Regions from separate parts of the Mus musculus genome. Here regions 1, 3, 4, 5, 6 and 7 are each linked to region 2. A link is a contact called in public Hi-C and promoter capture Hi-C data. All regions are on one chromosome and are shown on one strand. Each heading gives the region's core, a stretch centred on a gene start, on an enhancer-like site or on the middle of the called end of the contact. The rest is flanking DNA. Distances are from core to core; before and after follow the strand shown. Region 1 holds the start of Sec16a (SEC16 homolog A, endoplasmic reticulum export factor). Region 2 holds the start of Wdr5 (WD repeat domain 5). Region 3 holds the start of Camsap1 (calmodulin regulated spectrin-associated protein 1). Region 4 holds the start of Cfap77 (cilia and flagella associated protein 77). Region 5 holds the start of Tsc1 (TSC complex subunit 1). Region 6 overlaps Gtf3c4 (general transcription factor IIIC, polypeptide 4). Region 7 holds the start of Setx (senataxin).

What was found. Promoter capture Hi-C pulls out the DNA fragments that hold promoters and counts their contacts. A called contact is a pair of places that touch in the nucleus more often than the background predicts.
Region 1: a contact with region 2 is called in a Hi-C map of B cells, with 6 read pairs. The contact joins the promoter of Sec16a here to the promoter of Wdr5 in region 2. A contact is called at or near these places in 2 of 39 promoter capture datasets (liver and pre-B cells), 2 of 484 Hi-C or Micro-C datasets (B cells and embryonic stem cells) and 1 of 115 datasets of contacts at active chromatin or transcription factors (pancreatic cancer cells).
Region 3: a contact with region 2 is called in a Hi-C map of B cells, with 6 read pairs. The contact joins the promoter of Camsap1 here to the promoter of Wdr5 in region 2. A contact is called at or near these places in 2 of 39 promoter capture datasets (the HPC-7 cell line and liver), 1 of 484 Hi-C or Micro-C datasets (B cells) and 1 of 9 other capture datasets (liver).
Region 4: a promoter capture Hi-C map of liver shows a contact between it and region 2, with 4 times the contacts expected there. The contact joins the promoter of Cfap77 here to the promoter of Wdr5 in region 2. A contact is called at or near these places in 5 of 39 promoter capture datasets (cranial neural crest, hippocampal neurons, liver and 1 more) and 2 of 9 other capture datasets (adipose tissue and pancreatic islet).
Region 5: a contact with region 2 is called in a promoter capture Hi-C map of hippocampal neurons, with 3 times the contacts expected there. The contact joins the promoter of Tsc1 here to the promoter of Wdr5 in region 2. A contact is called at or near these places in 6 of 39 promoter capture datasets (erythroid cells, fetal liver, hematopoietic stem and progenitor cells and 2 more), 1 of 484 Hi-C or Micro-C datasets (embryonic stem cells), 2 of 115 datasets of contacts at active chromatin or transcription factors (embryonic forebrain and extraembryonic endoderm stem cells) and 1 of 9 other capture datasets (adipose tissue).
Region 6: a contact with region 2 is called in a promoter capture Hi-C map of liver, with 2.8 times the contacts expected there. The contact joins the enhancer-like site here to the promoter of Wdr5 in region 2.
Region 7: a promoter capture Hi-C map of pre-B cells shows a contact between it and region 2, with 4 times the contacts expected there. The contact joins the promoter of Setx here to the promoter of Wdr5 in region 2. A contact is called at or near these places in 5 of 39 promoter capture datasets (embryonic stem cells, fetal liver, hippocampal neurons and 2 more) and 2 of 115 datasets of contacts at active chromatin or transcription factors (embryonic stem cells and pancreatic cancer cells).

The regions. Positions count from the first base shown.
Region 1 is chr2:26,443,775-26,447,017 of GRCm38.p6, forward strand. Sec16a (SEC16 homolog A, endoplasmic reticulum export factor) reads right to left here and starts at 1,442. Exons shown (of 30, transcript NM_153125.2): 1 at 1,301-1,442. It overlaps 0610009E02Rik (RIKEN cDNA 0610009E02 gene), which reads left to right and starts at 2,150. Exons shown (of 3, transcript NR_152209.1): 1 at 2,150-2,426.
Region 2 is chr2:27,513,779-27,516,681 of GRCm38.p6, forward strand. It overlaps Wdr5 (WD repeat domain 5), which reads left to right and starts at 1,369. Exons shown (of 14, transcript NM_080848.2): 1 at 1,369-1,502.
Region 3 is chr2:25,981,614-25,984,733 of GRCm38.p6, forward strand. Camsap1 (calmodulin regulated spectrin-associated protein 1) reads right to left here and starts at 1,669. Exons shown (of 18, transcript NM_001372499.1): 1 at 1,169-1,669. The coding sequence starts at 1,325.
Region 4 is chr2:29,053,645-29,056,882 of GRCm38.p6, forward strand. Cfap77 (cilia and flagella associated protein 77) reads right to left here and starts at 1,422. Exons shown (of 6, transcript NM_001166705.1): 1 at 1,170-1,422. The coding sequence starts at 1,364.
Region 5 is chr2:28,639,841-28,642,776 of GRCm38.p6, forward strand. It overlaps Tsc1 (TSC complex subunit 1), which reads left to right and starts at 1,393. Exons shown (of 23, transcript NM_022887.4): 1 at 1,393-1,450.
Region 6 is chr2:28,829,449-28,832,290 of GRCm38.p6, forward strand. It overlaps Gtf3c4 (general transcription factor IIIC, polypeptide 4), which reads right to left. Exons shown (of 5, transcript NM_172977.3): 3 at 1,054-1,184. Among named protein-coding and RNA genes, the nearest start is that of Gtf3c4, 9.5 kb to the right of the region's middle. Within about 2 kb of position 1,348, at least 9 of the 459 cell types and tissues checked have an H3K27ac peak or open chromatin away from gene starts, as enhancers often do. A contact at or near this core is called in liver, where this site is marked.
Region 7 is chr2:29,123,714-29,126,580 of GRCm38.p6, forward strand. It overlaps Setx (senataxin), which reads left to right and starts at 1,279. Exons shown (of 26, transcript NM_198033.2): 1 at 1,279-1,836; 2 at 2,139-2,250.

The sequences.
Region 1 (3,243 bases), core at 192-2,691, 1.1 Mb before region 2:
TCTGTTCAGCCAGTTATCTACTTTTCAAAAAAGCACCTGTTTCAGTGAGACCTACTGATCTCAGATGCATTATTCATGAACCCAGCTCTGTAGCTCAACTACCTCACATCTCTATACATACTTACACAAGACATTTTAAGTATGACTCTATGTGACTGAGGTATTTTAAACATCCCCTGATCCTTTCACTGCCAGCCTTAACAGCTGTAAACTGTAGAACACAGGGGAACCCAAGAACATTAGTGAGCTCCACTCGCCAACAATCTCCCCCATGGTGACTGTCTGTGATACTCTTATCAGACAGACAAGATAAACACCTCCCTTCTAAGTCAAAATCTGAGCCGGAACCCTTTAAATGTTGAAGAAGGCATTTGCAGAAGAGAAAAAGCTATACACTATGTGAGGAAGACACACAGGAAACATGGACATTCATGTTTGCTTATAAAAGCAAGACGGGATACCAAAATCTGCAAGACATGAGCACTGAAACCCTAGGAAGGGAACGTGGACAACGTGTAAGGAAGCTGCACTGTGCTGCACCTTGCAAAAGGACCTGAAGGAACAGTAATCTGTGAGTCTGCTGTTTCTTACTGCCAAACTCAGAATGGAAAACGCCTCTAGTCAACACTTTTGAAAGGAAATCTTTCCTTCAGTGCGCGACCATCCTACATGCCATTTAAAAACCTGTGTAAGCACAACAGCCAGAGTTATCTACAGGACGCTCCACAGCCAAGCCGACATTTTTCTACACCTTGGTAAAAAACAAATCACGACCTCCCTTGCGACATCCTGCTCCGCCGGCCAAGAGATTACAAATAAACGCTGCTACTCCCTGTTTCAAATGAAAATGTGTCCCATGATCATCAACTTCTGAGGAAGTCTTCGAGCCAACGAGAATCAAATATCTTCAGAACCCAGCAAAAGTCAAGCTTGGCAATTTCCTGCACTTTCTTCGTTTTAAATGAGTTGCGGGCTTCCTCGGAGGTGTCACAGTCTGGCCATGTTAACACACCTTCCCCAGCGGCCAACCAGTTCCCGAAGCCCTGACCAGGTATCTGTCTCCCGTCAGGTCTGGGAAACCACGAGCCCCTTAGACAACCCACCAAGGCGACACGGCCCGTAACCTGTCCGGTGTCTCAGCACCAGGCGGCCCGGTACTGTCGTTCTCCCCAGGCCTGACTGTGTCTCTTTAAATGCGCTCGCCACTCCGGGCTAGGCCCGATGCTCACTGAGCCTGCTTGGCCTCCGCAGCCTCGCCCACCCTCGGGCCTCCACCGTGCTCCATACACTCAGCCCTCACCCTGTGAGCTGTGGTTGGCTTCTCAGGCGCCGCGAACTGAAACCCAGCCGGCGACGGCGGCGGCAGTAGGGGGAACTAGCGCGTTCCCAGCAGCAGCCGCAGCCATCTTGGCACATCCGGCTCCAGGTGCCGCCGCCGACGTGTCCGAAGGAGACGTCAGCGCGCCCCGCCCCTTAATTGCCCCTCCTCTTGCTTCTTCCAGTCTTTCGCTGCTTCACCCATTGCCCCGCCCCCCCTGCCCGGCCCTCTTGGCCGCGCTCCGTACACGTCTTCGGCGCGTCAATCATACCACGCCCCCTTGGGCTCCGCCCCCTCTCCCGTCCAGTTTTGCACTGCTTCATCCTTTTGTTCCGCCCCCCAGGAGCTGCCCCGCCCATTCCCCTTAAGAGCCTTTCGTAGTGTCCCTTTTGACTCCGCCTTTCGTTCGTCTCCAGTCTTTTGCCGCCTCATCTCTTCGTCCCACCCATAGGCCCGCCCCTCTTGCGTCAGTCACTTACAGCTCCACCCCCGTGGCCCCGCCCTCACCCACTTGCGGAGCCAGGAGCGCGGGCCCCGCCTCTTCACGTCGCCCTGGTTACGCTGGTTCTGTCCTACAGTCTTCCTGTTCTAGGATTTGACTGGACAGGATTCTTCAATCCAGATCCCCGGGGAGAATCAGTCTTGAAAAACCAAAGCCAGAAGTTCCGCTGAGTCCAGAGCCCCAGCGGGCCCTCTCGCTTGCCCCCTCCCCATTTTTCCGTTGGGTTCTCTTGGTTGCCGGCGGGGGCGACTACGCGTGCGCCACCCTGCTCGAGTAGCTAGGCGGTCGACTTCTGCGGGCTGGACAGGCGCGTGCGCGGAGCTGTACCCGTTGCTTGGCTACGGCTCTTTGCTGGAGCCTGCCCGGCGCAGTTCGCGTGATTAAGCAAATGCCTTTCCTGGTGCTAGTAGGAACTCTCACCACCACCACCCCCATTCCCCTCCAACCTTTGCTAGAGGAGAGAAGCCAGAGCCTGGAGGCCAAGTCCTTCAAACTCCATTGCGACTCCTCCCGGCAGGGCGCGGCCTAAAGCCCACGGCGGAACGCTGGACTTAGACCAGGGATGTCAGCAGGTCTGTCTGTCGGAGCAGAGGCTCTCCGGAAAAGGTGGGTGCTGTCATCGGGGAAGTGACCAGGCCTGGCTCCCTCACCTGTACTCCAGAGAGCGTGAGAAGGCGGTGCCCCTGCGAAGCCGCCTGGTCAGTGGCGAACCCAGAGGCAGGGAAGGAGGGAGTGTGGTGGAGCTGGCCAGCGCTCAGACACGCAAGCATAGCCGGGAGAACTGAGGGCCAGCTTCATGTCCTCTGACGTGGCACTGTGGGTCACTCTGTAAAGCTAACATTTATCTTTAGAGAGCCAGGTTTCCAAACTCTTTCTGAACACATGGTAGACTCAACTTTAAGTCCCTAAAAAGAAGCAGCAACCCCAACCCTAGGATGGCTAGAGCTAAATAATAGCAAGGCCTCGTCTAAATAAATAAACAAACAAATAAATAAATAATAAAATGCAAGGTCTCCACTCTCAGGCCCCCAAGGGTAGAGATGTTAAAGGGACAGCTGTGCTGGCTCCCATCTCTGACTCCATCCTAAGGTAGGGACAGGACTCGATGCCTGCTATAGACTGGCTGGCATCATGCAGCCAAGCTAACCTGGCCTCTGAGTGACAGACTCCGGTTTTAGGCCCAGTCTGTGCCCATATGCCCTGCTCTGTTGACTGAAACCTCTCTGGGCATCAGGAGAGCCACTGGGTAGTTTGAGGACTTGAATGGCGTACTTTAATGCATATGCAAAGGCAATGGGCACAAACTGGGACTGCCTGAGGCAGGCAGGGCAAATGGTGACTCCTGAGTTTATGGGTGCCCCCACCATTACATGGGTACCTCCACTTTGCCTGGGGACTCTTCGTTTATTTGGAAGTTGGGCAC
Region 2 (2,903 bases), core at 119-2,618:
TGGAATTTTGAAAAGGCCACATCTTAGGTAGAGCCGGGATGAGGATGGAGGTGGACAGGTTTGAATGTTATCTGAGAGGTGGGTGGCAGAGGATTAGGTTTGGTTTCCAGTCCGGTTAGCTAGGCAGATACGGAGATGTTATTCTTACCATCCCATGCTCCACTCCATCCAGGGCTCCTGGCATAGGTCTGTTAGACACACAGATTCGTCTGAACTGTTTCTGTGCCTTTAGCAGGAGATTCCAGGCCAATGTCAGTCTTCTCACACTCTTGTAGCTATGGCAACCACACACTCTCCATTCTCAAGCTTCAGTTGCTTAGTCCCTCCCTCTGCACAGGTTCCCCACGCGTTATATTTGATATTCCCAGACTGGAAGATGAGGCTGCACAGGTCATAGCCACCTCCAAGAGTCTAAGACCATGTGAGTTAGACAGTGAAGTGAGAGGTGCAGACCTGGCTCCAGGTTCTCCTTCTGTCCCTGTGTCCTCCTCTCTGGGTGTTTTCCCCGTTAGTGACAGGAGTAGAGGTGGTCCAACAGGAAAGAGGGCTGTCAAAACTTTGCTAACTGCAGGCCGGCCAGCCTGCTAGGGGCTGTCTTGTGAAAATGAGATAAAGCCTTTAAAATGGAGCTCCAGAGCCACACAGGAGCCAGATTGTAGTGGATGCTGTGGCTGCCTGGAATGTGAACTGCCTGAGCCTACATTCAGGTGCAACTGCATCGTTCCAGATGCATGCATAGCTGGAGGACTTGGAGCCCCTGTGTTAGGGACACTTGCCTTTCCTGTCCACATTCTTTCTTGTTTGTCTTCTAAGTCAGGTAGCTCCTCTCTTGTCAGCGTGCAGGCTTCCTTCTCTACAGTAGTGCCCTGCCTTCCCTGGACACTACTGTAGATCTCTCCCTGCAGCGGTAGCTCCTAAGACCTTTTTCGGAGTGTGTCTGTGTGGGGTGGTGGTGGTGGTACAGCGTAGCCTCCTTATGGCCCTGTAGAAGAGAGGCAAGTATGTTCAATTTGAGCTGTGGTTTGCAGCGGCAGGAAGCCCCCCGCCTTGCGGTAGGCTGGGGAGGCCGCAGGAGCTCCGGACTTCCGGACCTCGTGGACATCCACCAGTGGCACCAAGAGGTTTCCCAACAGTCCTGGGCAGGCACGGGCCAGCACAGGCAAATTGTAACTGTTAGCTTGGCTACACAGCCTAGAATAACAGGAGAGGCACCTAAGCACGTTCTCACCCATCTTTAATTCTAGAGTGCTCCAGTCTGCAGTTACCGAACACCAGTAGCGGTCAAATAGGAAGCGAGAACCACAGACGGCCCCTTTAAGGCGCTCCGCCTCCTCTAGTTTTTCTGACCCTCGTCGCCGCCCGTTGTCCCGCCCCTCGCGCACGCGCAATCCCTCCCGCCTCCCGCGCCGCTGCCGCCTAGTCCAGCAGATCGTCTGCTCTCGCGCGTAGGGCTAGCCGACGCGACGCCAGAGCGCCCGGCCCCGCCGCCGCGGCCCCGGCAGGTAAGCGAGAAACCCGGTCCCGCGGGCGCGAGGCGAGCGGCGGCCACGAGGGCCCTCGGGCTCCGGGCTCCACAGCGCCGCACGTGTTCCGAGGGCCTCGGGCCGGGCCGGACGCCGCATTTGCGGCCGCGCCCCGACCCCGCCGCCCCTTGTGGCCGCCACGGCCCGCTACTTCCACTGCGGCCCCTGCTACGCCCCTAGACCCTTAGTCCTGCGAGCTTCTCGAGACTCACACCTCAGACTGGCGTCACTGGGAGTGGAATTCTCTGTCTCATCGGGGACACCCAGCCAGCGTCGCGCAGGTTTCCTTGGCCACTTGGCGCCTCTCGTGCTGCGGGCACAACCCTCATTTGTGTCCTAGCGCAAGTTTCTACCTGACTAGGGCTGACCGGTCAAGGGTTTCTGAACATTGTCCGGGACAGCCGGGCAGTTGAGCGCACAGTGGTGTGAAGCCAAGGCTACTAGTACCTAGGTATCTAGGAGCCCAGAGAGGATGGGTTGGAGTTCTTTGTTGGGTTACCTACTGCACTCACCTGAGTGACTGAACCATTCTGTCTTCCCATACTTGTGTACTAGGGTGGAAACCAGGAGTCTACATTTGACTGGAGGGAGACTGATGGCTGCTGCCCTTCCATAGTCAGGCTCACTCTAGTGTAAAGCCCCGGCTGCGGCTGCCGGTTACCTACCTCCTTTGTGGGCAGTGGAGGCCAGCTCCAAACCACCTGCTGAGGATCCTGCTTAACCCAGCTTCCTCCCAGACCTGCCCTCCCCAAGTCCTGCTTTCCTGAGTGCTCTGTCTTGGACTCTACCCTGTGGAATTGGAAAGTGGTGGTCTCCTTTGAGCCGGTTTCAGGTTGATGCTAGCCTCACATTTAACTGCTTTGAATTCCTGAGCCTCCTGAATGCTGTGAGGCAGATTGGCTAATGTTGATATTCTTTCTTTCTTTCTTTCTTTCTTTCTTTCTTTCTTCCCCGTTTTTGTTTTTGTTTTTTGGTTGGTTGTTTGGGGCCCACATCCTTAGAGCTCTTCATCCTTAGAGCTGGAATTAAAGTGGGTGGTGCTACAACTAGTGTCTTCAGATGTTAATATTTGTCTTCCTGAAAGACCCAGCTTATTAACGATGTGATGGGCAGGGCTGGGTGGTGGTGTGCTTGTTGGCAAGGTCATCCACCTGCTGTTAGGTGAATCTCTTTATATGCTAAAAGAAGCTTAGTTCCTAGAGACTTCCCACACTGGAGATAGATCTGCCCTACACTGTTGGCCTTTCATTTCACTGGAGTAGGGAGATGAGATGCTGGTTGAAAGAGACTTTCTAGCCCTTTTCATTACTTAAGTCTCAGCTCCTGTTGCTACCTGTATGGTCCACAAAAGTGGTTGCTATGGGAACTCATGGCCATAGT
Region 3 (3,120 bases), core at 419-2,918, 1.5 Mb before region 2:
TTTTCCAAAGTGGTCACCTAACCCTTTCCTGAAAGGGTTATCTCAGTAACCCAAGTCTTCAGGTAATGTTTTTGCCAGCACAAGGGTAATTTATGCTTCATTTATCATAGTTTTATGCCTAAAACAAGACACCTGCCCTGATACTAGAGCCTCCCAACCAACTCATTACCAGCACTATTTGGTCTGCAATGTTCCCAGAGCACCAAATCAGAGAATCCTAATCCTACTAAGCATATTAGGCTTCATAAACAAGGTTACCTTGCTCTTTACAACAGGAATTAACCAAAGGAGATGATGGTTTCTATACAATCTGTATTACACATAATGTATCTTTGGAGTATCCAATAACTTCTGTTCTGTTAAGTACCAAATTTCATAATATATAAACCAGATTGGCTGGAACTCTAGTTTGAGACTAAGTCTCAAACTATCCAGCCTTCTAGTCACCCTGATGCAGTAAGGAACAGCTAAGCAGTGGTTATTTAGGTAAGAGTCTTTCTTGGACTTAGAGGACCAGTCCAATTGCCAGAGAATAACACTGCACATGATAGGCACCCTCCACCCACCGAGACTCAGAGAGCATGGATGACACGCGAACACAGTCCCATGCCTGGACCGACCCTGGGCTACCTCAGCGCTCGCTCACCTGGGCCGCCGCCAGAACAGCAAGACTTGAACTGACACCACGCGAAGGCGCGCCTTGGCCCTGTCACCGGCCTCATTCTCAATCTTGGCTCTGTCTCCATTCCTTGTCCCTAGACCTTACAACCTCCTCCCGTGCGTCTCATCCCCCCAAGACCCGTCAGATCCCCTCTGGTCCCAACCTGCCCCGTCTGTCCAACGTCCGAAACTCTCTGCTCTCATCCCCCAGCATGTCAGTCCCTTTTCTGACCCCTCTGGTCTCATACCTGGTCGTTTCCGTCGGTCTCCCTCTGGTCCCATTCTGCGGCCGTCGCGTTCCCCTCTGGTCCCATCCCCCGTCGTAGTCCGACCCCAGTTCTGGTCCCATACCCCGGCTCCTATACCCGTCCGACACCTCCCGGTCGCATCCGAAACCAGTGCGTTCCCCGTCGGCTCCCCTCTAGTACCATCCTGGAACCGGATTCATTCCCCGTCCGTCTCCCTGTAATCCCATCCCCCGACCCCGGACCCCGCCGCGCCCGCCCACCTAGGCCATAGGCCTTCGCACAGATCCACTGCAGGTTGGCGGCGATCTTGGCCCGCGCCGCGTCGTAGCGGTCCAGCGGCACCAGGTCGGCGCCCTCCGGGGGCGCCTCCATCCTCCTCCAGCCTTCGGCGGCACAGCGACCGCCCGCGTCCACCATCTGCAGACAAAGGCCGCGGCAGCCCGGCCGCAACAAAGACGCCGCCGCCCTCCCGCGCCGCCCGCCCGGGCGCACGGCCCTTACTTCACGGCCGCCGCCGCCACCCAGGCTGCTGCATGCTGCGGGCGCCGAGCCGAGGCCGAGAAGGCGCCGAGCGGGCCGGGCAGGCGGCGGCGGGCAAGCGCCGGCCGAGGAAGGCGCGGGGCAGGCGCGGGGCAAGCGCGGTGCGAGCACGGGCCGGGGGCGGTGGCGGAGGCGCGTGCGCGGCCCAGGAGAAGCGGCAGCTGAGGCGGCGGCCAACGGGTGGGAGCTAACGCGCCGCCGCCGCGTCACGCAGGCGCACTTACCGCCCCCCGCAGCCCCACCTTTCTCCGCAAGCGCAGTAGGCACCGCCCGTAACACCGCCCGCTCGCCCCGCCCTCCTCCTGAAGGCTCCGTACCTGTCCCCTTCTTCAGATGCTCTGGGTACACCCTCAGCCCCGCCCCCAGCCCTGGTCCTGCAGAGTAGGCACGCCCCTCTAACCTAGCCCAGTCCGTGTCCTTAGTAGCTATGGACACACCCTCGGCCCCGCCTCTACTTCGTCCTCAAGGCTGCATACACGCTAGTCCATCCGGCCCCTCCCCGCCCACCCCCCGGCACAGTGGACACGCCCCTGTCCGGATCCCGCGCAGGCGCAGTATTCTCTTCTGAGGGCTAGCCTGTTTCCTAGCAACTTGAGAGACTAATCTCTGGCCTTGATTGAGCCTCAGTCCTGTGTGCAGAGACGTTCGCCTCTACCTCTGGCAAGGCCAGCTCTCTGAGAACTGAGCGCCCTTAGAGTCTGCACCGGTGCTGCATCTGTGGACTGAGATGCCAAGACGTCTCCGCCCGGACTGGCAGAAAGTGGGCGTCGCAGAGTGTGTGCGGCTCGAGAACTGCGCCTGAGATTAGCCCAGAGAAACAATCCCCGCAGCTCTCGGGAGTCCGGAGCAACCGCGAGCTCCGCCTCCTCCTCCTCCTCGGTGGGCACTATCAGATCTCTCAACCAGTTTTGGCATCTAAGGGAAATGGATGCCAGCCTAGGACCATCGTCGCGTGTGACCTGCATTTTAGTGCTTGAAAGGAGCAATAGTATATTTTTGAAAACTGGGTGCGGAAGGAGAAAGATGTCACTGAAGAGCGGACTGTGTGCGCACCAGCCCCTGGGAAGGCTCAGGAACCCTCCGGCCCGGGCGTGGGTGACCTTACTAACCATCATCTGCAAACTTCAAGGTGTTTAACTTCTGTCATTGCCAGAGCCGCCCTATGTATGAAGAAGGCAGTGTGTAGAGTGGATGTTGTACAGGTAGCTGTCCCTCAAGTCCAAGTGCATGTATGATGTAGTCAGAAAGAGCCGCGGATGAGCCTGGGCATGGTATCCCATGATTGTAATCCCTGCAGTGGGGAGACTGGAGGCAGGAGGATCTAGATGAAATTCAAGGCCGGCTTCAGCTACTGGAGATGAGACCCTGTCTCAAAAAACAAAACAAACAAAAAATGGATAGTGGCCTCATGTGGCAAGTATCTTGAACCCAGCACTTGGGAGGCAGAGGCAAGTGCATCTCAGTGACTTCAGAGCCACCCTGTTTCTAATCGAGTTCCAGGTCAGCCAAAACCACATAGTGAGACCCTGTTTAAAATAAAATGAAATAAAAATTGGTTAGGGCTGGGTACCCATGGAGAGACCGAAGAGAATGACATTTGGGCAGAAAGGAGTAAAAAGTGAGCCTAGTGTCTGTCCGAGGAGCAGTAGACTGGGCTGCTATGGTAGGCTGA
Region 4 (3,238 bases), core at 172-2,671, 1.5 Mb after region 2:
ATAGATAGATAGATAAAAGCACTGTTGGAATTTTATCAGGACACCCATTGATAGGCACTGATAGGCCTTGATTTCCTCCTTGGCCTAAGGCAGTGAATTCCAACTCTCTGTCCCAGGTACCTGCTAAGATCAGGAATCCAAGAAGTAAGCAAAACTTGTTCCACTGTGGAAACATCTCAGAGGGGCCAGTGCTAAGGATGCTGCTTCATGGGTTCCCTGTATCTAGCTTCTGTCCTCCTGGGAGCATTAATTAGCCCAGAAAGGTCTAACAATATAGGTCTGCCTATAGTCAAAGAACCCATCAGCATGCCCATACCTCTATGGAACCTGGAAACCGAGGTCAATTTTTAGAAGCACACTGCCCTCTAGCGGCACAAGATAAATTTGCGCCACTAAACTTCAACTTTACTTTTTCGGTCTCCCGGCGCCTAAAGAGGCAGAGCCACGGCCACGTGTAGGTTTTTTTTGGGTTTTGTTTTTGTTTTTGTTTTTCGAGACAGGGTTTTTCTATAGCCCTGGCTGTCCTGGAGCTCACTTTGTAGACCAGGCTGGTATCGAACTCAAAAATCCGCCTGCCTCTGCCTCCCAAGTGCTGGGATTAAAGGCGTGCCCCACCACGCCCGGCCCAAGTGTAGTTTTTAGCCAGACAGGAAAACAGACAAAAGTGCGGAGGACCAGCACCGAAAGGGAAAGTGATCTGTCTATAAACGCTGCTCCCACGCAAGTGCCAGCCACGCCTCCTAGAGGGCTTTGAATCTCACACCCCCAGCACACTTAAGATGGTGTTGTGATACTTTCCCGACAGTCAGTCCCAGAGCACCTGCTGCATAGTAGACCAGAGGTGCTGGGGAAGATGGATCTTGGGTGGCAAGGGCATGGATGGGTGCCTGAGACCTGTCTGTCACCCTGTGGGTACGAGCCCGGTAGAGATTGCCCTATCCATAGTCTTTCCCAGTAGTGGGGAAAGACCCCGCTAACGTGTGCCACTTGAGGACACTGAGGTTCCTGGACTGGCTACGACTGCAGAGGGTCCAGGAGGCCTGTTTCACCCAGAGCAAGTTTCCTACACTGCGCCCAAACCCTGGGCCCCGGGTCCCGAGAGTTCAGCAGCTGGAACCCATCGGCGGCGTCGGTGCCCGCGGAGGGGATGATCGTGCCCAGGCGCTCACCTTGACGATGAGCGGGTTCTGAAACATGGAGTCACGCACGACCCCCAGCCTTTCGTTCTCCATGCCCGTACGGATGTCGACCACCGTCAGCGGCCGTCGGGGCGGCGGGCAGATCTGGCTGACCGTGCGATGCACGGGCTGCTTCTTCTTTTTCCATGCCGTGAGGTCTTTCCCGGGTTTCGCCGGATCAGGCATCCCAGGGGCCTCCGGGATTAGACCTTGGCTGCAAAGCCCACAGAGTTCTGCGCTGTCTGAGGACTCCAGCCCCGAGCGAGCGCGCGCTCCGGGCTGCACCACGGGGACCCTGGGGTGCACCTCGCGGCAAGGCAGGCTCCGGAGCAGAGCGCGCCCACCTGCGGAGCCTCTGTCCAAAGCTTAAACCCCGCCAGTTCTTCGGAGTGATTTGGGCACCTCGCAGCAGACTGAGAGAGGGAAGAGTGTCTACACTACCCCTTTCGGAAAAATGGAACGTCCCGTCTCCTTGGTGACAAGACGCCAACAGCTCAAGAGCTTCCGGTTTTCTTTCTAGAAATTCTTAGCAACCACAGAGACCTTTTAGACCTGTCTCAAATCAACATAGAAAAACCCAAGAATCAAATCTAGGTTGTGTTAAAAGAGAAGAGGTTTTAGAGGATCACTTATCCTTGGCTTCCACCCTCTAACTACCCTACTCTAGTTACAGTTCCCTCCCAAGGGAATCTTTTCTTCTTCTTCTTCTTCTTCTTCCTTCTTCTTCTTCTTCTTCTTCTTCTTCTTCTTCTTCTTCTTCTTCTTCTTCTTCTTCTTCTTCTTCCTTCTTCTTCTTCTTCTTCTTCTTCTTCTTCTTCTTCTTCTCCTCCTCCTCCTCCTCCTCCTCCTCCTTCTCCTTCTTCTTCTTTTCTTCTTCTTTTCTCCTTTTCTTCTTCTTTTCTTCTTTTCTTCTTCTTTTCTCCTTCTTTTCTTCTTCTTTTCTCCTTTTTTCTTCTTCTCTTCTTTTCTCCTTCTTTTCTTCTTCTTCTCTTCTTCTTTTCTTCTTCTTTTCTCCTTCTTTTCTTCTCTTCTTCTTTTCTCCTTCTTTTCTTCTTCTCTTCTTCTTCTCTTCCTCCTCCTCCTCCTCTTCTTTCTCCTCCTCCTTCTCCTCCTCCTTCTTCTTCCTTCCTTTCTTCTTCTTCTTTTCTCCTTCTTTTCTTCTTCTCTTCTTCTTCTCTTCCTCCTCCTCCTCCTCTTCTTTCTCCTCCTCCTTCTCCTCCTCCTTCTTCTTCCTTCCTTTCTTCTTCTTCTTCTTCTTCTTCTTCTTCTTCTTCTTCTTCCTCCTCCTCCTTCTTCCTTCTTCCTTCTTCTTCTTCTTCTTCTTCTTCTTCTTCTTCTTCTTCTCTCTCTCTCTCTCTCTCTCTCTCTCTCTCTCTCTGGGATATGGTACTAACACAGTCGTACTGCAATAGAAATATGCATTCTTAGGCTTGAGGTCAATGCTAATTCAGTGGGTGGTCCCAAGCCAGTTTCCCTGTTGGACACTTCCTCCCACCTCGAAAGAAAAAAAAAATATGGATTAGATCAATAGTGTCTGACTCTGGAATCAAATGGAGGGAAACTGAAAAAGATCATCAGGTTTGGTTCACTGAGTAAGAATATCTGAAAATAAGGCCGGGGAGATGGCTCGGGGTGTGAAGGCACCTGCCTCTAAGCCTGACAACCCAGTTTGTTTCTCAGGACCCATATGGTGAAAAGAGATCCCACCCATTCCAAGTTGTCCCCCGAATTGCACGAGAATGCTGTGGCACACATGAACACACACACATACCAAATAAACAAATATAAAGACCCAGTTGGAAATGGCATCTGAGATTATCCTTAAGGATCTATTAACCTACAACACAATTTTTTTTTAATTAAAAAAAATTCAATCCTACCAGAAAGTCAAAAATTGGGGGGGGGGCAGGGGGACAAGAAAAATGGTTCAGGACTGAGGAAGACTTGCTGTTCTTGCCAAGGACCTGGGTTCAATTCCCAGTACCCAGTTAATGCATCACAACCATCAGTAATCCTGGCCTCCAAGAGGCACCAGGTGCATACATGCCATACAAAGATAT
Region 5 (2,936 bases), core at 143-2,642, 1.1 Mb after region 2:
TTTCCCTGGCTTATCCAACGTGCAATGCACACGACTTGAAAGACTACAATTTGGGGGTGAGTGTACACAAACTCAATTATCTTAAGGACAAGGAGAGCCTCCTGGATGTATGCTTAGGAGAGAAGTCCTAGTTCCCAAGAAGGCCAGGCGAGGGCGCCATCTCCTCGAACTGGAGTTATAGGTAGTTGGGAGCTGCTGCCATTTGGGTTCTGGGAACCTAACCCTGGTCCTCTGTAAGAGCAACAAATGCTCTTAACGGCAAGGCCATTTCTCTAGCTTCCGCTTATCATCTTTCACTGGGTCTTATTATATAAGTTTAAGTATAATAAAACCCCAAACTCCAACCCAAACCAAAAAACAACAAAATACAGCAACAACAAACCAAAACAAAAAATACACAATGCCAGGTGGTGGTGGTGGTTGTGGCGGCGGCTGCTGGGGCAGCTGCGGCGGTGAACACCTTTAAAGCTAGCACCTTTAAAGCTAGGCAGAGGCAGAAGACTCTCTTGACTTCCAGGCCAGCCTGGGCTACAGAGCAAGTTCCAGGATGGGCAAAGCATAAAGAGAAACTTTGTCTTGGAAAACCTTAATAAATACATAATTAATTAAAAAAATAATACAAATAAGGAAAATAACAGCAAATGAAAACTATATACATTCTGATATCCCTCTAAAAAGCTTTGCACCACAGCCGGCAAGGTTTGAAAAGACTTGACACCTTGTCATGGCATGCAAGTAAATCAAGGTATTCTGACTTTACAACATAAACTGCATCCTCTGACTAAGGCTGGCCTCTACATGTCACTCCACAGACTCTTCTGCAAAGGAAAAAGTGGTGGTGGGGGAAAGCCCCATCCTTTTTGCTGCAATTGACAGGCTGTCCATCCAAGGGGATCCCAGAGGCTCATTTGGAAATAGGAACGCCTACAGGGAGACCCCAAAGGTGGCAGGTGTGCCAAAGACAGAGGGACCTGGCTCGAAAGGGCCAGCGCTCTCCACTGAGCCTAGCCCTGCCAGCTTGTTTTTGACTGTGCTTGTTCCGAGCGCGCGCCTCCTGTCACCATCACGTGGCCGCCCCTCCCCACCCCACCCCTCGGCCGGTCTCGTGGCTCCGCCCTCTGCGCCGGGACTTCTTTCGGCCTCCTTCAGAGTCACAAGATCTCTCAGTGGGCTCCCACCTTCACGATCCTTCCGCCGTCCCCGCCTCCACATTAAAATCTCTTTCGGTTTTATTTATCTCGGCCAGCTTGTATCGTCATAAGTGGTATATCCTGTCCTGTCTGGAGAGGCTGAGACTCTGGCCATCTGGCATTAGGCTCGGAGCGTAGTAGAGACCCGAATAGGGACTCTTTTTCATAGCGGAGGCCCCCGCCGCTCGAGACGCTTCACGCCAGGGGGAGGTGCTGCGCGTCCAAGATGGCGGCGCCCTGTAGGCTGGAGGGACTGTGAGGTAAACAGCTGAGGGGGAGGAGACGGTGGGTGAGTACGGGGGGTGTTTCCCCTTCTTTTCCTTGTGGGCTTTTCGGGGCAGCTCTGGCAGCGTGACCTCACGCTGTGGGGCGCTGCGGAGCGCGTTAGCCGAGTCGGGGGTCCGGGGAAGGGGGTTCGGGGAGCTTCTTCCTCGCCCTCATCGCGCGCTGGCTCCGGCAGGGCTCGGCTTGGGCTGCTGGGGCCCCGGGGAGCTGAGGCGGGCCTGCTCCGTCCGATGGCATGGCTGGCTGCAGCTCCGGGCCCGAGGTGGCCCCGCTAACCCGCCCCCCTCGCTTGCTGCGGTGACAGGCTCCCGCGGGGGTGCGCCGCGCAGGTCAGAGACCCCGGGCCCGGCACGGGGACCCGGGGGTGGGGTCGCGGCTCGAGCCTCTACTGCAGCCGCCGGGGCTGGGGGTGGAGAATGAATGAAGGCCGCCTGTGGGCACTGGAGGCTGCCCGGCGCCCGCCGTCTCGGGGAGAGTGTGCACGGCCGAGTGCTTGGCTCTGGGTGTACTTGTGGGTGTTTAATTGATGCTGGAAGACAGTTACCTCCAAGTCGGCAGAGGTGCTCGTTAGCGACAGCTACCTGCCCAGCCACTGCTGAACGCTCATTCATTCATTTGAGGACCTGGAGGACCCACTGCCTGCGGTCCCAGACACCTTTTTTAGAACCCAAGCACTTTCTTTGTGTTGTGGGTTAGAAGAGTTTGGCTTCTCGCGTGTTGGATTTGGAATGAGAGAGACGTGGGGATGGCGTGGAGTGTGGTCGGCCAGTAATCGCAACTATCGTTTTTTTTTGTTTTTTTTTTTGTTTTTTTTTTGTTTTTTGTTTTTTGGAGAGGGGGAATAGGGGGTGCCTGTGTGACCGAGCACTATTGAAAGTGCTTGGTAGCCATCCTGTCTTTGGTTCTGGACAAAGGAGAAGCAGTCTGCAGCCTTTCTAAATGAAGAAACTGAGGCCTGGAGAGAGTGGAATAATTTGCCCAAGGTCACACCCCCCTATTCTGAGACAGCACTGGAATTGAAGTCCGACTGGTTCCATTTGTCTGTTATTTGATTAAAGGTGGCCTATTATTAAGTGAGTGTAGTTAATCATTTGGCCAAGGTAGGGATATGTGTGTGTGTGTGTGTGTGTGTGTGTGTGTGTGTGGTGAGAGATTTTGAACAGGGTGCATTTGGTTTGTATGTCTTAAGCTTTTGTTTCTTACAGCACGGTGTATTTGGTAATCCAAATTTGGTTACAAAGTATTTTGTATTTTTCCATAAAACCGGTGGTATTCACTGAAAAAAAAAAGGCTGAAATCCTTACTTAAGAAAACGAATATGGAATTAGCACTTCACTTTACGTATTGTAAGCTGTAAAAGTACTAAAATAGACTAATGCTCTTCTGAGATATTTTGATTTATAACTTTAGGATCAAGTTGGAGTCATCTGCATTCAAACAGGCTGGGGAAGCGCAGTGGTA
Region 6 (2,842 bases), core at 98-2,597, 1.3 Mb after region 2:
GAAACCGACTGTGTCCCTGCAGATGCCAGCCAGCAGGAGGCCATACTGACCTGAGCAGGTGGCCAGTTCTCCTGAGCTCAGAGCAGACATGAGGTCGTGAAGAGGCAAGAACAGGCTGTGAGAGGCTGCAAGTCTCTGAAAGAGTTTTAGCTTTCCCATCAGACGGTTAGCTCTTGGAGAGCTTTTGTTGGTTCTGTACCTTGCAAATGCTAGAAGTGTGCTCTCAGAGACCCACACCCCAGCCCTAGTGGAGAGTACTGAGGACTGCTGTGACAAGAGCAGACAAAGACTGAGTGTCATAACTACAACTGCAGAGAACTGACTGAGGGCTGAAGTATGGGAACAGCAGGCCCAGGTGGACGATAGCTGTCATCATGTGCATGAACAATGTCAGGGTCTGGGAGAGGGCTATGGAGGCAAAAATGAAGTCAGGGTTTGATTCCACATGAAGTCCCGCAGCAACACTTAAATAAAGATGCCAAGCAGGCAGGAAGTTAACTTGCAAGTCTTGACTGAAGCAGATGCAGGTGTATCTGTGTACAACCAGTAGTAAGAGAACACTTTAGTAATCGTGTGTGACCAAAGGCTAGGCCTAAGGATAGGCACTGTGGAGATGACATAGGAGCTGCACAACCAGAAATGAAGTCAGAGGCTGGAGGAAAAGTAGGAAGCATGGTGTCTTGGGAGAAGGTGATGACACATCTCATGGAGGGAGCAAAATTGAGGGCTCACCAAGGTCACCTCTAAGGCCAGACTAACAGGACAGCATTCTTTCATTATGAAAACTATTGTTTTTGCCATCTGACAACTTCACACACACACAGAGCATTCTGATTATTCTTTCTGATGCCCTCTCATCTCCTCTCCAATGCCTGTTACTATGAAACATAGCCAAAAAAGGCACACAAGTATAATCTACGACCTCAACCCTGCAAGGCAAATGGCAGTCCAAGCAAGCACAGACAGTTGTACCCATCAAGCAGAAGGGCCCTGACCGGTGGTTCCGTGCTGCACAAAACTGAGCCATGAGGGTGAGCAGCCCTGGAGGCTTACCGGAGCCAGATGTGCCCATTGGAACAAACAGCTTGCTTGCGATCTGTGAATGGTAAGATCTCCTTACACAGACTGCAGCGCTCAGGGAAGGTCTGTTTGTTCATCTTCTTGGAGATATGTCCAATCAAGACCTGGTAAGACATCACAGGTGCAGAGTGAAGAGCGAATATGGGTTTCTGGGAGTGAAGGCTACTCACAATGAATACAGGATTGTGCCAGGATAGTAGAGGTATACCTCTACAGCTAAGCTGCTGCCCAAAGAGCTCAAAACCTGCACCTTCAACCAGTATTAACAGCAAAGAAAAGTAAACAGATCCAGCGACCTCAACCAGTAAGGTGGACTTTACTCAAGGGAGAAACCTCTAAAAATCAAGCTCTCCTTTCTTGCTTTGTTTTGGCTGTTTTAGTAGTTTATAGTTTTTACTTATGGTGCTTTCAAAAGGAAATCCATAATCTCCCTAGTGAAAAATGTGACGTCTGTAAAAACATAGAAATGTATAGTCTTTAAAAACATTTCTTTTTAAGATTTTGTTTGTATGTGTGCCACTTGTGTGCAGGTGCCCACAGAGGAGCCCTTGTAGCTGGAGCTACAGTGGCTGTGAATCACCAAGTGGGCACTAGAATACCCTGGGTCCTCTAGAAGAGCAGGAGGTATTTATAACTGCAGACCCTTCCCTCCAGCCCACAAAGTTTAGTCTTTTGTCAGAGTTAAAGTTACTTCCCCTTCTGAGGGCTCTAAGACAGACTGGCCTAGTAGCACCTGAGATAACCGTGAGTGACCCAGCATGGGAGAAATAGGTGCTGTTCTTGGCCTTACTAAGAGTGGTGGTGGTGGTGGTGAGACTGAATGTGGGGCCTTGCAGGCACTGCTACCACTGAACTCCATACCTGTCTCTTTCAATGTTTAATTCTATGACAGGGTGGCAGTAAGCTGTCCAGACAGTCTTGAATTTGCTATACTTACTCCTACCTCAGCCTCTGGAATAGCTGGATTAGACAACAGGCCTGTGCTTCCAGACCTGGTTTAAGATTACATTCTCTAAGAAAAATGTCTGAAAAAATCTATGTCTATTTTATTATTTGCTGACCCCCCCCCCCCCCGGCCACACACACACCATACTGCCTTATAGGCATGGGGTATATATACACCAACCCTTAAGCCACTTCTTTTATTAATAACTCATGTCCTTCCCAGGTTTTAATGTATTTATGCTTTACCTCTTCTGGCAGTTTACAAGATTTAGTAATTTGGTTAATTAACTCACCCAAATCTCAAAGGGCATCTTAACTGCTAATTTGAGCTAGTCATTTCAATTCTTCATATATAACTTACACATTTGTGTGTGTTTGTGTTTGAGAGGGTCTCACTACGTAGCCCTGGCTAGCCTCAAACTCAGAGATCTTCCTGCCTCTGCCTCTTATGTATTGGAGGCATGCACTACCATATCCAGCTTAATTCACAAATTTAAATTACTTCTTGGTCTAAATTTTTTGGCTTTCAGAATTCATTTATAGTCCTTCACATCAAGGACAAACATCTCTTATCCAGACAAGCATAGCATCCCATGTGTGAAGCAGTGACGCTGTCCAGTGTTCTCAAGTAGGGCAGAGTTGGGCCTAAGTTCTATGTGAGGAAGAACTGCTTCTACTTATTCTTTGTGGCCTCAATCACCAAAGTCAACTGTTTAGTTTAACTCCTGCATTCTCAGTGACAATACTTCTCAAGGAGGGGAATAAAAATTGCTACTTTTTTATATATAAAGCACAGATACACTTATGAGGCATAAAC
Region 7 (2,867 bases), core at 29-2,528, 1.6 Mb after region 2:
TAACTTAGCATTTATGTCCTTTCACGAATAAAGCATGGTATATTGCTGAAGTCTGAAATCTGGGTTACGAATTCTGCCAGGATCTGTATCATCAGGGACAAGGAACTGCGGGTAGTTTCTATCATTTCCCCTCATTTCTGAAAATTTCAGTTAGCTATCAAGAGTCTTGTTTAAAAAAAAACTATCATAAATGTGTTACTTTAAAAACCATGCATACATATAGTGCTTCTAGTTTGAAACCACTTTCTGCAACTTTGATTTTGATAGAAACCTTTGACGAAATGAAAAAAAAGGGGGGGGGGAGAAAATAACGGTCAGCTTCAACTGCCGCTTCCTGATTGGCTAAAGCCCCTCTAACGGTCATCTGCTGCCTTATAAACCACACCCCCTTTTCTGGAACGTTCCTTAGAGCTTTACCCTCGTGCTTCAGGCGCTGGCTTCTCATTCTGCGTTAAGGTTCTCCAGGGTAGGAAGGTCTCTGACCCACCTGCCACCTCTAAGAGCCTTGTTCTTTTCTGTGGCGTTGGCAATGGAACCCAGTGTTACAGTGTGACAGGTGAGTGCTCCTGAGTTACTTTCTTGCACACTTTCCTTTAAAAAAAAAAAAAAAAGGAAAAAAAAAAAAAGAAAAAGAAAGAATGTTAACTTTTAATTTTTGGTTAATTTAGGCCTCCAAATCGCTGACCTCCAGGTCTGGAGTTGAAACCTCATCACACCCTTTCCTTTTTAAAAAAAAGAATTATTTTAATTTTAAAATTTTGGTGAATGTAATGTAGGCCTCGAAATCGCTTTCTGTACGAGGCTGGCCTTTGGGCCTGGATGCGCTGGCTTTAAGCCTTCTGAGTACAGGGACCACAGGCTGCCGGGCTTGTAAAGTGATTTGTTTTTTTCCTAAATTCCGTTTTTGAGGAGGAGAGGTTTTGGGCCACCCAACTGTCCTTTGGGAAATCTGACATGACTGTGTTCCATTATCGGAGCCTGTTCTGGGTCGGAAACGGGCAGAGCCCTCGACTTGGGGCGCCCTTGCAGAATCACGCACACATTTTATTGTTTAGGTTTCGGACGGAAACGTGACAGACGTCGCGGACGTTGGGGAGCGGAAGAGCCCAAAGGGAACCAGCAGGTAAGCATCTCCCCGAAGAGGGTCGGGGAAGGGGCGGGGTGAGAAAGGGGGCGGGACGAGGAAAGGGGCGGGGACAGGCTCCTCGGCTAATTTACCGCTCCTTTGGACGGGAGTCCTTGATTGGTCGGACTTACCCCCCTCGTTCCGGAAGTGACGCCACTCAGCGGTCAGGCCGGTTGTTCCCCGCTGCTGCACTTTCCACCTCCCGTCCGCCCCCATGGTCCGCCCCCTTGGTGTACCACAACAAGCCGGCTCTGGCGGGGGCGGGCTGAGGGCGGGGTCCGCTCTCGCGGCAGCGGCGGGTTGGGCGTTGGGCGTCGCCTTGCCCTTCCGTCTGCTGTTCTAGCGGGGGGCATGGAGGTGGGTTAGCGCGCTGCAGCCGGGCCTAGCCGGGGTGAGACGCGCCGCGGACAAGCCGCGAGCGGGCGAACGAGCAGGAGAGGAGAGCGCGTGCGCGGTGAGGGGCGCGCGGCTTACTGCCGTTGGGAACTTGCGCGCGGCCTGCGGGAGCGGGCGCCTGCTGTGACCCTTCTGGAGAGCTGCGTTTGGTGAGAGCGGCGGCTTGCCGCTGCTACCAAGGGCGGGCAGCGCTTGGTGTTTCCTGCAAGCGAGGCCCGCCCCCGGATCTCTGCTGTTCTGGCATCAGCACCGCCGGCCCTGGGCAACGATGTACAGCGAGGACCCTTAGCTTCGGGGCGAGGGAGGCCTCCCGGGTAAGGATCCGACCCTCTGTCCTGGCGTCGCTTCCGCATGGGCACCCGGACGCCCTCCCCGCCGTACCAGGCGTTGCGGTGTGGACAGCCTCCCGTACGCCCACAGCGGATGTGATCAAGTGCCTATTTGGCCCCTGGAGGAGAACAGTCCCTAGGGAAGTTGGGGGGGGGGATCAGTGTTAAGCCGTTCCCCCCAGTAGTGTGTGGATCTAACCTGACCTAGGTAACTCATTAGATGACACAAGGCCCAGGTGAGATGCATAATGTAAGGGACATTTTATCAGTTTTTATTTTAATTTCAGAAATGTTCTTTTTGGGGGCCAAAGTGTGAATCTGTCTGAATGCAGAGCCACATCTCACAGATAAGCCCAGCAATCACAAAGAGCATCACTTCTCTGTAGGACCTTGGTCAAGGTAATTGTCTTATTAAACAATAACTTCTTTTTTAGTTATTTGATAAGTACTAGAGTTAAAAATGTGGCATAGATCCATACCTTGACATGCCCTCTTCTGGTGTGTCTGAAGATAGCTACACTGTACTCATATAAATAAAACAAATCTTTAATTTTTTTTTTAAAATAAGTCTAATGTGTGCAGTAACCTCTGGCAGCATTTTGTTAGGAATTTTTGGAGGTAGGTCAGGTGAGGCAGAGAGATTAGACTTAGTAATTCGGGCAAATGATGAAAGAATAGGAAGACTCAAGAAAGGAGGAGTGCTAGACTCAGATGCAGCAGAGGAGAGGGACAAGGTGATCCTGAGGTTACTGCTCTAGAGATGGAGTTGGTGTCAGCACTCTCAATGGAGCACTTAGTGAAATATTTATTTTTTTAATAATTTACTTTTTATGCATATTGGTGTTTTGCCTGCATGTGTCTGTGTGAGGGTGTCAGATCTCCTGGACTGGTCGTTACCGGGAATTGAACCTGGGACCTCTGGAAGAGCATCCTGTGCTTTTAACCCCTGAGGCATCTCTCCAGCCCATACCTTGTCCTCTAGGCTCCAGATGCCTATACTCCACTTTTTCTGCTGT